Regions from separate parts of the Sus scrofa genome. Here region 2 is linked to region 1. A link is a contact called in public HiChIP or PLAC-seq data. All regions are on one chromosome and are shown on one strand. The core of a region is the stretch at or near the end of the contact, and the rest is flanking DNA. Distances in the headings are between cores, read along the strand shown.

Region 1 (5,302 bases), core at 2,630-5,129:
TTCTGAGCTAACGGGGGAGAAAGAAACCAGGCCTTTGGTAACATCAGAGAAAGGATGACTGGCTTCATGGCTTATTCGCTTTCTTGGGGGAGGAGTTTTATACACACACACACACATGTATAGATAGGTTACACACACACACATATATGGAAAGTTATAAATCATCAGATTCATGAGACATGAACACAGCTGCTTCCTTCTTTTGGGAAACCTGGGACCAATGAGAGGCTGCTGCCTTAAACATCATTTTCAAAGGATGCCTCAGCCATTAACTTGTGTGTAACCTTTTCTTCTCTGTGGTTTTGAACTGGCTGTGATGTGTGTGAGTGAGATGGACTTGCCCTGTCTTCAGTTTCTGCAACAGAATTGGAAAATGGATCTGTCCTGGAGAGGAGCAGGGGAAATCTAACTGCCCTAAAGGGTGGTCCTTTAACTTGCTCTGAAGAACAGCCATAGACTATGTAAATTTGATGTGATAATCAAGCTTTTTGGCGCCCCCTCCCCAATCATCTGCATTTGATTTCAGGGAAGTTCAGCCCATGGCACTTGCCTTATTTGAACTGGGGCTGAGCGCTGAGTGTATCTGTGGAAATCCAAGTGGTAATTTCAAGTGGACACAGCCGTATTGTTGGAGCCTGGTTAGTTTGAGCTTCCCAGGTTCCTCCATCCTCACGGTCTGTTTCAAATATTACAGCCCCCTTCCCCCCCATTTGATCACCCCACCCCATTTGGAGTTCCTGGGCCAGGATCGGATCCGAGTCACAGTTGTGACGTAAGCTAAAGCTGTGGCAACGCCAGATTCTTAACCCACTAGGCTGGGGTTCGAACTGGCATTGCAGCGTTCCCACGATGCTGCCAATTCTGTTGCACCATAGTGGGAACTCCAAATATGATAGCTTTGTTGTCATCCTGTTTTCAGCGAGGTTCACCTTTGATGCTGTGCGTGGACTGGTATAAGAAGAGCGCAGACGGGGAGAAACTTAGACATTGCGGCTTGGGGAGGCTTGTGAAGAGAATGGCAGGTTTATTGATGTGCTCATTTCCACCGCAACCCCGGTGACTTTTTATTTCATGAACACGAAGGTCAGTCTTGCTCATGTACCAGTGGTCCAAGAGAGGCTAACCCTGTTGTGTTTCCACAGGACCGATTAAGAAGGAAAGAGGAAAACCTTGCATTTACTGCGGCAGCTCGTAGGATGTGTGGGCGAAAGTAGGAAAAAAAGAACTTGGTCCACTAATTTAAAGGGGATTGATTGGGGGGGGGGTGCGGCAAATCCTGTCATGCAAGTGAGAGGTGAGATGTTGACTGTTCTTGATCACCAGCCTACGTAACTGTGATGTGGAGGCTGCTTTGAAACCGCCTGTCCTTTCACTCATCTGGTCTTCATTACCGCTCCTCGAGAGGATGGCCCTGTGTACAGCGAATGACATAAAATGTTTCCTCCTTATCTAATCAGGCGTCTTTCCTGAGCAGCTAGATGAGATGTTATTTGGGATGGATAATATAGGAAATAATTACTCACTATTTTTCATTTGTGGAAGTAACCATATGGCCTCTAACGTACAGAAGCTGCTGGGGGAGATAAAATGAGTGAGGAACAGTCTGCTGCATCTTTAGCCACCAGCACACAAGACTGTGGTGGTCTGCTTTTTAAAAAAAACCTGCATCTGAAGTATGATCTCCACTTGTATGGGGTTGGTGTATTTGTCCATTTTGTTTGTGGAGCTGTATGCAAGTGTAACACGTGAATGCGGGGGAGGGGAGGCCGTGTATCGTAATGAAAACAGGCTCTCAGGAATCTCTGTCTTGGTTGTTGGACGAGGCAATATGATGGGCACTGGTTTGCCTGTTGGGAGCAAATTGAAAATGCCAGAAAACGTCACAAGATGATTTTGAGAAGAAAATAGGTGTCCTCCGACGTTTGAGTTTGGTTTCTGAATGTTGCTGCCTATGGACGATCTGAGCCTGTGCCAGTTCATACTGCATTGCATTTTAAGATCATCGATAAAAGCAGACACCGTGCTGTAAAGGATAAAGGGCAGGGCCATGTTTTACCTCAAGAAAAAAGAAACCGTAAAGCCGATTCTTAGTAGTTATTTCTGCGTTGTCTGCTCTGTGTGTTAACTGAGGCTGACGGTACCCACTGTGAGTATTCAGAGTATTAGAGGTAACTGCCCTTTTGTTACCTCAGAAATGCACACTTAGCCGAGGATTAAGTGTTACAGCAGTGCACCTCAAACGATGTTTGACAAAGAAATTTATAACAAGTGTGAAAATCTCTTTGGGTCACAAGACAGTTGGCTGTAGCTTTTTATGATTACTTCTGCTTTCTTTCTACGTTCAAGTGTTGGTGGCAGTGAAACCAAACTGTTGAGAACCAAAGATGCTGAGCACCAGGAGACTTAACTATTTCGTAACTTGTCAGTAGAAGACACATTTCTTCAGCATCTCATGAATACTCCTTGTCTTGACAGATTAATTGCTGGGTTCTTCTCTGAGCCAATGGCTAGGCACAGTCACAACAGCCAAAATACTGTCCTTGGAGAGAGCCGTCAGTTAGTAATAACAGAGCAGGAGGTAGAACTCTTAATTTTATAATTGGAAAACAATTACATTGGTATCCAGGGATTGATGGGAGGATGAGAAATCTTCAGAGGGGCTTGATTGGTAGGATGAAAAACATGTAAATGTAATTTCACACCTACCAAGAAGCCTATGGAATAATATGATGACCCCTTGTGGGACTTCAGTGTGCAGGGGACAGTAAGAACAAGGGGAGGAGGTGCAGGGAGCCTGTGGCTGTGATCTTAGCTTGGTTGACGATCAGGATAGTCAAGAATGAGAGCTGTGTTCGCTACTCTGTGGACAAATTTAATATTGCTTTGCAGTGGCCTGCCTTTTATCCCTCAGCCTGTGTCCCGGGGCCCAGGAAGATCCAGAGAGATGCTGAGCTGTGTGCGGTAACATCCTTCCCTGAGTCCTTCCCCTTCCTGCAGCCTGTGAGCTGTTAAATAAGTGCCCCTCCCTTGTGGGGTTTGCATGAGTTTGAGTTCACGAGAAATACTTAGAATAGTACCTGGCATATGTTGCACGTGTTCAAGGACTGTTTCTAAACCCAGATCCTGCGCAGTATTTTCAGGCAGCAGTCAGGAAGCCTCTGCATCAAGCCACAGGCTGAACCAGACTTTCTTCTCTCTGTCACTTAGCTAAAAAGATAGCTTTGTTCGAGGTGTCTGTCACATTGGGGGTTGGTGGCAGGGGAGACTTCAGGATAGAGAGGATAGATGATTTCTTGGCTATGTCCAATTTGTGTCTTCCATTCAAACAAAATACCCCCCCACCCAACCCCCCGCCAAATTCCAGAATATCAGACATAACCATAATATAAACATAGTGGCATACTCTCAAACCAAAGGGAAAAATTCCAAGCTGTTCTGAATTATCTGCTTCACTTGAGATTGGACTGTGCGATTTGGTCGTAGCAGGCTCATTCTAGAAATGCAGTTCGGTTCAGTGCGAAGGTGTAGCAGGCACCAGGACTGTAGGTTGCTTTTACCCACAGCCTGGTGGTTGTAGGTTTTCCAGCAGATTCATTCTGACTTTTTCCTTTTCTGCTCTTCTGGGCTGTGGTTAGGAGCCCTCTTAGATATGAGTGGGTGGTGGGCTTTTTGCCTGCCAAGCAGGCAGGCAGGCATAGCCTGGATTTCCAAATGCATTTCCCCTGCTTGGCTTTCTGCATCCCTTAAGCATATCTGAATTGCGTAGGAGTAGCTACTTTGTGTTCTTTGCTTTGCCTTTCTTTCACAGAGGATTTGAGCTGGGGTGTGCGTGCGTGTGTGCGTGTGAGTGAATGACTCAGTGTAGCCTGGCTTGGGTGTGCTGCAGCACCAGCTCATTCCTGTCCTCCCAGCTCTGCAGCTGACATACGTAGGCCTGAGGCGCCTCTCTCCTACCCCCAGAGACTCAAAGCAAGGGAGGCTTTCCCAGCACCTCGCCTTTGTGCCTTTCTTCAGCAAGCAAAGTTAATTTAAATGTGAAGGTAGTCTAGCGCGCCCCCCCCCCCGCCCCTGTGAGCATTTGAAGCCCCCCGCCCCTGTGAGCATTTGAAGCATGCCTGGTCTGTATTGGTATGCGCCATTGGTGTGACTACACACTGAATTTCTAAGACTTAGTAATATGGAAATAAGGCTATCTCACTTGATTTTTGTATTGATAGCACGTTTAAACGATACCATTTTAGACATATTTATGTTAAATAAAACGTTAAAAAGATCTTACCTGTTTTAACAATTTTAATGTGGCTATTTGATAACTTAAAAAGACCCTGTGGCTTGTTCTGTTTCTGTTGGACAGCGCCGGTCTGTGGTGTTCGAGGACCTTGGGGATGCACCGGTGTCGTTATGCCCTGAGTAAAGGGAACATATATTGAGGTATAGTTCGCATGCAGTAAGGTTCATCTATGTTAGTTAGGTATTCAGGTCCGTGAGGTTTGATAAATGCATAGAGTCATGTAACCCAAGTCAGGTGCCCCTTTGTCTCTTGAACCACTGAGTTCTTTTCTGGCTTTTCTTTGCCTTTTCTGGAATGTGTTAAGTGGAATCGCACAGCATTTCGTCTTTAAGCAAAGTGTAGTGCATGTCTTCGCGATTCCTCCGTGTTGTTTGTAGTACACGTTCGTTTCTTTTTATTCTGTTGTTTGGCTCTTACCACAGTTTGTCCATTCATGTATGGACATTTGATTTCCAGTTTTTGGTGATTGTGAGCTGAGAGCCGCTATCTTTCTGTGTGTCTGTGTTGAGGTTTTTGTGAAGTTGTAGCTAAGGCATTCATGGTTAGTGTATGCTTAACTTTGTACGAAAATGATAGTCTAGTCCAAAGTGGCCGCCTTCTTTTTTTGCATTCTACGAGCAGTGTATGAAGGTTAATTTTTGCTCTGGAGGATTCATTTGTGTTTGGTGTTGTCAGCTTTTAATTTCCAGCCATTTTAATAGGTATGTAGTAGACTCTCACTGTGGTTTTAATTTGCATTTCCCTAGTGACTGGTAGATGTTGAACATCTTTTTATATGTATTTGCCCGTCGAAAATGGGTTTTTTTAGGAGTTCGCGTTGTGGCGCGGTGGAAATGAAATCTGACTAGGAGCCATGAGGTTGCGGTTCGATCCCTGGCCTCGCTCAGTGGGTTAAGGATCTGGCAATGCTGTGAGTTGTGCTGTAGGTCTCAGACATGGCTTGGATCTGGTGTTACTGTGGCTGTGCTGTAGGCCAGTGGCTGTTATGTAGGCCATCAGCTGTGGCTCCGA
Region 2 (5,131 bases), core at 701-3,200, 87 kb after region 1:
TCTCCAAGGCTTTTTAACAGGCATTCCTTTTACAGCTGAATTGTCAAGTTTTACTGTTTGCCTTATTTCTGTTCAGTACCATGTTGACGTGAGATGGTTTATTTACCTCCCAGTTTGTAAGGAAGATGGGCCAAAATGCATAGGATTCTTGCTTGGCATCATCACGTGTTAGAAATTGGAAGCATTCAACATGACTGGCCTTAAGAATTAGAGTTTTGAAAGTGTGCATAGTTGTCACATATCTATTTAACAAAATGCATTAGTAGTATAGTTTAATGTTAAATAGACTTGAATTCTAGAGCTGTCCTGACTGAAACATATTCATTACTTAGAAAAAGAAGGGGCAAAATTGAGGAACCCAACATTGTGTGGCCCCTTTAACAAGCAGGTTAAGTAATTGTGGAGTTAAGTAACTGTAGCTGGGTCCAACCTGCCTGCTCTTTTTATTTACCTGCATAGTTGCCATTTCTGGTTCTCTTCTTTCCTTCCTTTAGATCCAAACGTCTTTCTGGCGTCAATTTCCTCTTGATTTTGCCTGTAGAAGTTCAAAATTTCTAATTTCTGCTGGTATTGGATGAATCTTTTAGCTTTTTTAGATCTGACAAGGTCTTTATTTCACCCTCATTTAAAAAATCCTTTTATTAGGATTGTAGAATCATGTTCAGAAGTAAGAAAGTCCTGTTTTCTTTTGGAAGATATTTTTGCTGGGTATAGAATTCTAGGTTAATAGCCCCTCTTCCTCTGCTCCCCTGTGGTGTTTGTTAAAGCTACTGCTGCACTGTCTCCTGGTTTGCAGTGTGTCTGGCAAGAAGTCTCCTTCTAAAGATGTTTAAAAATCTATCATATAATGTGCTTTGATATTGGGGTTCATAGAGCTTCAGTTTTGGAAAAATTGGAACTGTTATTTCTGCAGAACTTTTTTATGTGTGTTCCTCTTCTCCTCTAGGGATTTCAGCTGCTTAAAGTTGTCCCATTGATGCCCTGTTCATTTTATTCCAGTCTTTTTTCTCAACATTTCATCTTAGATAGTTTCTATCTAAAATCTGCAGACATGTATTTTTTACCTTAGACATTGTTTTCTTTAGTCTCTCTTGAGAAGTTAGATTTTTGTCTTGTTACAATCTTCCATTCTTCTCATAATCGAGATTAGCCTTTGCTCTACCTGCTTGAGCATACGCAATGGAATAGATGTTTTTAGTGTCTTTGTTGACTACTCTGTAATCTGTTTCACTTACAGATCAGTTTGGATAGATTGATGTCCTTCTCCTCCGAATTTTCCTGCTGTTTTGCTTGCTCAGTAATTTCTTACTGGATGCCAGACAATGTAAATTTTCTTTTGTTAGGTTCTGGATATGTTTGTATTTCTCTTCGTATTCTTAAGCGTCACTCTAGGTATGATTCAGTTACTGGGAAACTTTGAACCGTTAAGCTTTGGTAGGTAGAGAGCAGTGTTTGGTGCAGGGGTAAGCTTGTCCAGCTACTGACCGGTATAAGTCCTTTACTCTTGCCCTCTGCGATCCGTGTACCATTTTGGCGAGGCACAATTCCCAGGCCAGTGTTCCCTCTAAGCCTTTGGTATTAGTACTCTTCACACATGGGTTTGCTGATTCCCAGGGAGCACTTGAGGACGGTGCTTCCAGAGATTTCTGTGTGGCTCTTGCCTCCAGGACTCTGCCCTACACATTTCTTTCAATACACAGGCCACCCCAGACTCCTTCTCCTGAACTCCAGGATTCCTCTGGATTCTTCTCGAATTTCCTCTCTGTGTGCTCTGGCCTGGAAATCCTCTCGAGGCGGTCATCTGGGCACACAGATGCCCAGTGCTTTGTGGTAGGATGTCCATTGTCTTGTGTGGCTTTTTAGTTCTTTCGGGCAGGAGGTGAGTCCTTGTTTCTCTGTCTTCGCTAGAAGCAAACGTTTCTGCCTGTTCTTTGAATGTTGACTGAGAGAGAGTGAGAGAGAAATGCAACACAGGAAATGTAACTACCACGTTTGCCCTTTATCTTAGTCACAGTCATAACTTTACATTTAATTAGTCATCAGAAAAGAAAAAGTGAATTGCGTAAGCAGGCCCTGATGCAATGAAAAAGAAAAATTTCAAAATAAAGAAACAGTTGGCTTATAAAGAGAAAATCTCACTCCACCAGAGAGCCTGTGACTAGTAGAAATCCATCCTTTGAAGCTTTAGAACCTCTGTCTCTAAAAGGGGGAAGAACTGCCCCTTGTTCTAACATACTGTGCTAATAGATCTTACTTCAATCCTTATGAAACAACTTGGAACATTTTATGACCCCAGTTTTAGAGCACATTTCCTATCAATAGCCAAGTCTCGATTTGAACCTGAGTCTTCGTGTCTGTGACGCTTGGAACTCGCCCACAACGTCACGTCACTTTCCGTCAGGAGTTTTGCATGTAGATCTTACTATTTTCAGGTACTTTCTAGCCAACAAATTCCAGAAGGTGCTCCTTTGTGCCAACAGTATCTGGCCTGGCAAGCGGGACTGTGTTGGGTCAGTGCCACGCCCTCAGCACCTTCGTGCAGGGGACACCTCTGCAGCCCCTTGGATTATAATGTTCTCTGCCAGTGCTTGTGTTCCTTCTTGAAATGCAATAAATGGGAACATTTTCTTCATTGGAAACTAAGCAGTAAGTAGAACACCGGCAAAACTGGTTTGTTTTGAGCAAAACACATTTACTTTTGAAATCATGTCTGGTGTCTTCCAGTATTAGAGGTTAGAGGTCATGCCTTCCCTGCTCACGGGCACGTGGGAGAGTCAGCCTGGATGTGAGAACTTTGGGGACCTAACGGTTCATTTCAGGGGACTGGGATGAGTTTGTGGGTTTACTGGATTGTTCCTACCTCCCTCCGGATGCCTGCTCTTCACTCTGCACCCAGGTGGTGGGTTTGAGGAGCAGGAGGAAGAGGGTTGGCTCCTGAGGTGCTCACTCAGGGCTCTGCTCCACCTTGCCTGCTGTTCAGGTTGGGGAGAAGAGTTGGCATCTGTTGCTTCTCTGTATCCTAACCCTCATCTTACCTGTTTTCCCAGAAGAGATGGCCATCAGGGGGGATCTGAAAGGCAGGTGGCCCTAGTCGGGGTGCAGACCGCGGCGAGAGTGTTTCCCACTGTGCCGAGGTTCTCACGGGCTGAGGTGCATGGGAGGTCTGTCCGCTCACTCATGGTCATGGTGAGACACACAGTCTCCTGGGCGGCTGTTCAGACCTCTCAGATCCCTCTCAGGAGTACTCTGCCCTTGGTAACCCAGCACGTTGGCCTTGGTTCAGGAGAGGCCTCGTCCCTGCTGTCCCCCATGGTGACAGATCCTGGCTGTGCTGTCTCCAGAACGGTGGAAGCTGCTCTAATTAATCAGCATAATGTCTGGCTGGCTTTGCACTTGACATCACTTGTGGAGGGTCTGTGGGGTTTCCCCGTTTCCCCCTTCCTGTCTTGGAACTTTAACTCCCTGGCAGATTGTTACCTGTGTGGTGTGATTTGGGGGTTTCAGAACCGTTTCTAGCATTGCTTTGGTTCACAAGAAGCAGACCCCTTTTCTCATTAACGGAGCATCCTTTGGAGCCATCTGTGTCTTCCTTCTCACATGTGAGGCCTCTTGATTCTGCACGTGGACAGTGTCCAGAGCTACTGAGCAACCCCCTGAGTGGAGGCTAAAGGAGCAGCCGGTCCTGGATCAGAGGAATTAAGGCTGGTGGTGTTTTGGGGGTGGCATAGGGCATGGTTGTTGGAGGAGGTGGAGGGTCATGTTTAAAAGAATATGGAACTGGGTAGGAGGAATTGAGGTGCCTTGATGATGGACCAAAATTGGGGTTTCCTTTATGGAATGTGCATAGATTTGTTTGGCTTAAATGGCAGGATAGACGGCAGGTTCCCTTTGGGATGTTCTGTGTTTCTCGCTTTAGCAAAGACAAACTGTTCCACTCACGCTGGCATAAGCAGGGCTGAGGGCTCCTCTCTGTGCTTGACTTCACCCTGGGCCGAGCCCCTGCGTGCTGTCCTGGGTCGGATGCCTGTGATGCAGGACTGGAGGATGGTTGTCGCTTCTCAGCCCCAGTCCTGCTGACTCTCGCTGGCCTGGTGTCAAGGTCATGGTCAGGAGGCCGGGAAGTCGGGTGTGGAGGGCAGTGCTCCAGGGCTCCTGGCACCTGTGCTTACACGCCTCATCCCCATCCCTGCCCTTGCCCACGCCATGTCCAGGTCCCTGTCGGCTTTGTCAAGGCACATCCCTCCTTAGAGAGCCTTCCTGCTGCTTCTCTCCCTTTCCCCTTCTCCTTCTAGGCCCTGTGGCCCTGGCACTTGGCTTAGCCTCTGGACCTCAGCTCTGGCCTGGCATTGTTCAGTAGGTGCTCCCCTGCCGCCCCCAGGACAGGCTGCAGGAGGTCTGGGCTCTCACATGTTCTCTGAGGCCATTGTTCCTGGCACAGGTGGCACCTTCCACAGCCTCCTAGAGAGATGCTGGGGCCCTAGGTAGCACACAGGCATATGTAAACTATTGTGCATCCATGCCTGATGGCCTCCTGATCTTAAGACAGGTGACACCCGGGGTGGGGGCTTATCTCTAAGTGATACTGTGAGTGAGATGGTTTAAGGTGTGGCGTGTTTTTTCTGCCACAGCCTTATAACTGGGCCTTGGATTAAAAATCAGGAGAAGGAAAATTTTAAGATTCTAGAATCATGTGGGCGGGTACTTCCTCTCCTTGGAGAGCTTTACCCAACTTTTCTTTAACTCCCCGTGGGGAAGACAGTCTTCCAAGAGTTCCACCTTTGCAGGGCAGCTATGAGACATGCTTCATGTAGTAGTCCATTTAATTCTCACAGCAGACCCCATGGGATAGGTCTTTGCTCATCATTTCCGTTTGATAGGCAGGGAAACTGAGTCACAGATGGGGCTGTGCCCAAGAGAGAAAGCGCCCAGATTATTTCAGGATTCAGTAAATGGTTTCCACCCACCTCGAGTAACCCGGTGAGGGGCCACGGTGGATACTGATGGCCGAGAGAGGTGGAAGGCTTGCGTTTTCAAAACTTAAGAGAGAGACCTGAGGATGCCAGGGGCTGGGCAGAGTCATGCCCGTCTAGTGGTCAGGAGTGGGGCCCGTGGGGACGCAGTGTCCAGGAGG

Evidence for each region. HiChIP or PLAC-seq counts read pairs in DNA pulled down with a chosen protein or histone mark.
Region 2: a contact with region 1 is called in an H3K27ac HiChIP or PLAC-seq map of alveolar macrophages. The contact joins two enhancer-like sites. A contact is called at or near these places in 2 of 47 Hi-C or Micro-C datasets (alveolar macrophages and liver) and 1 of 2 datasets of contacts at active chromatin or transcription factors (alveolar macrophages).

Annotation. Positions count from the first base shown.
Region 1 is chr7:11,426,807-11,432,108 of Sscrofa11.1, forward strand. The region is part of intron 2 of JARID2 (protein Jumonji); the gene reads left to right. Among named protein-coding and RNA genes, the nearest start is that of JARID2, 71 kb to the left of the region's middle. Within about 2 kb of position 3,880, at least 12 of the 83 cell types and tissues checked have an H3K27ac peak or open chromatin away from gene starts, as enhancers often do. A contact at or near this core is called in alveolar macrophages, where this site is marked.
Region 2 is chr7:11,515,526-11,520,656 of Sscrofa11.1, forward strand. The region is part of intron 4 of JARID2 (protein Jumonji); the gene reads left to right. Among named protein-coding and RNA genes, the nearest start is that of JARID2, 160 kb to the left of the region's middle. Within about 2 kb of position 1,951, at least 12 of the 83 cell types and tissues checked have an H3K27ac peak or open chromatin away from gene starts, as enhancers often do. A contact at or near this core is called in alveolar macrophages, where this site is marked.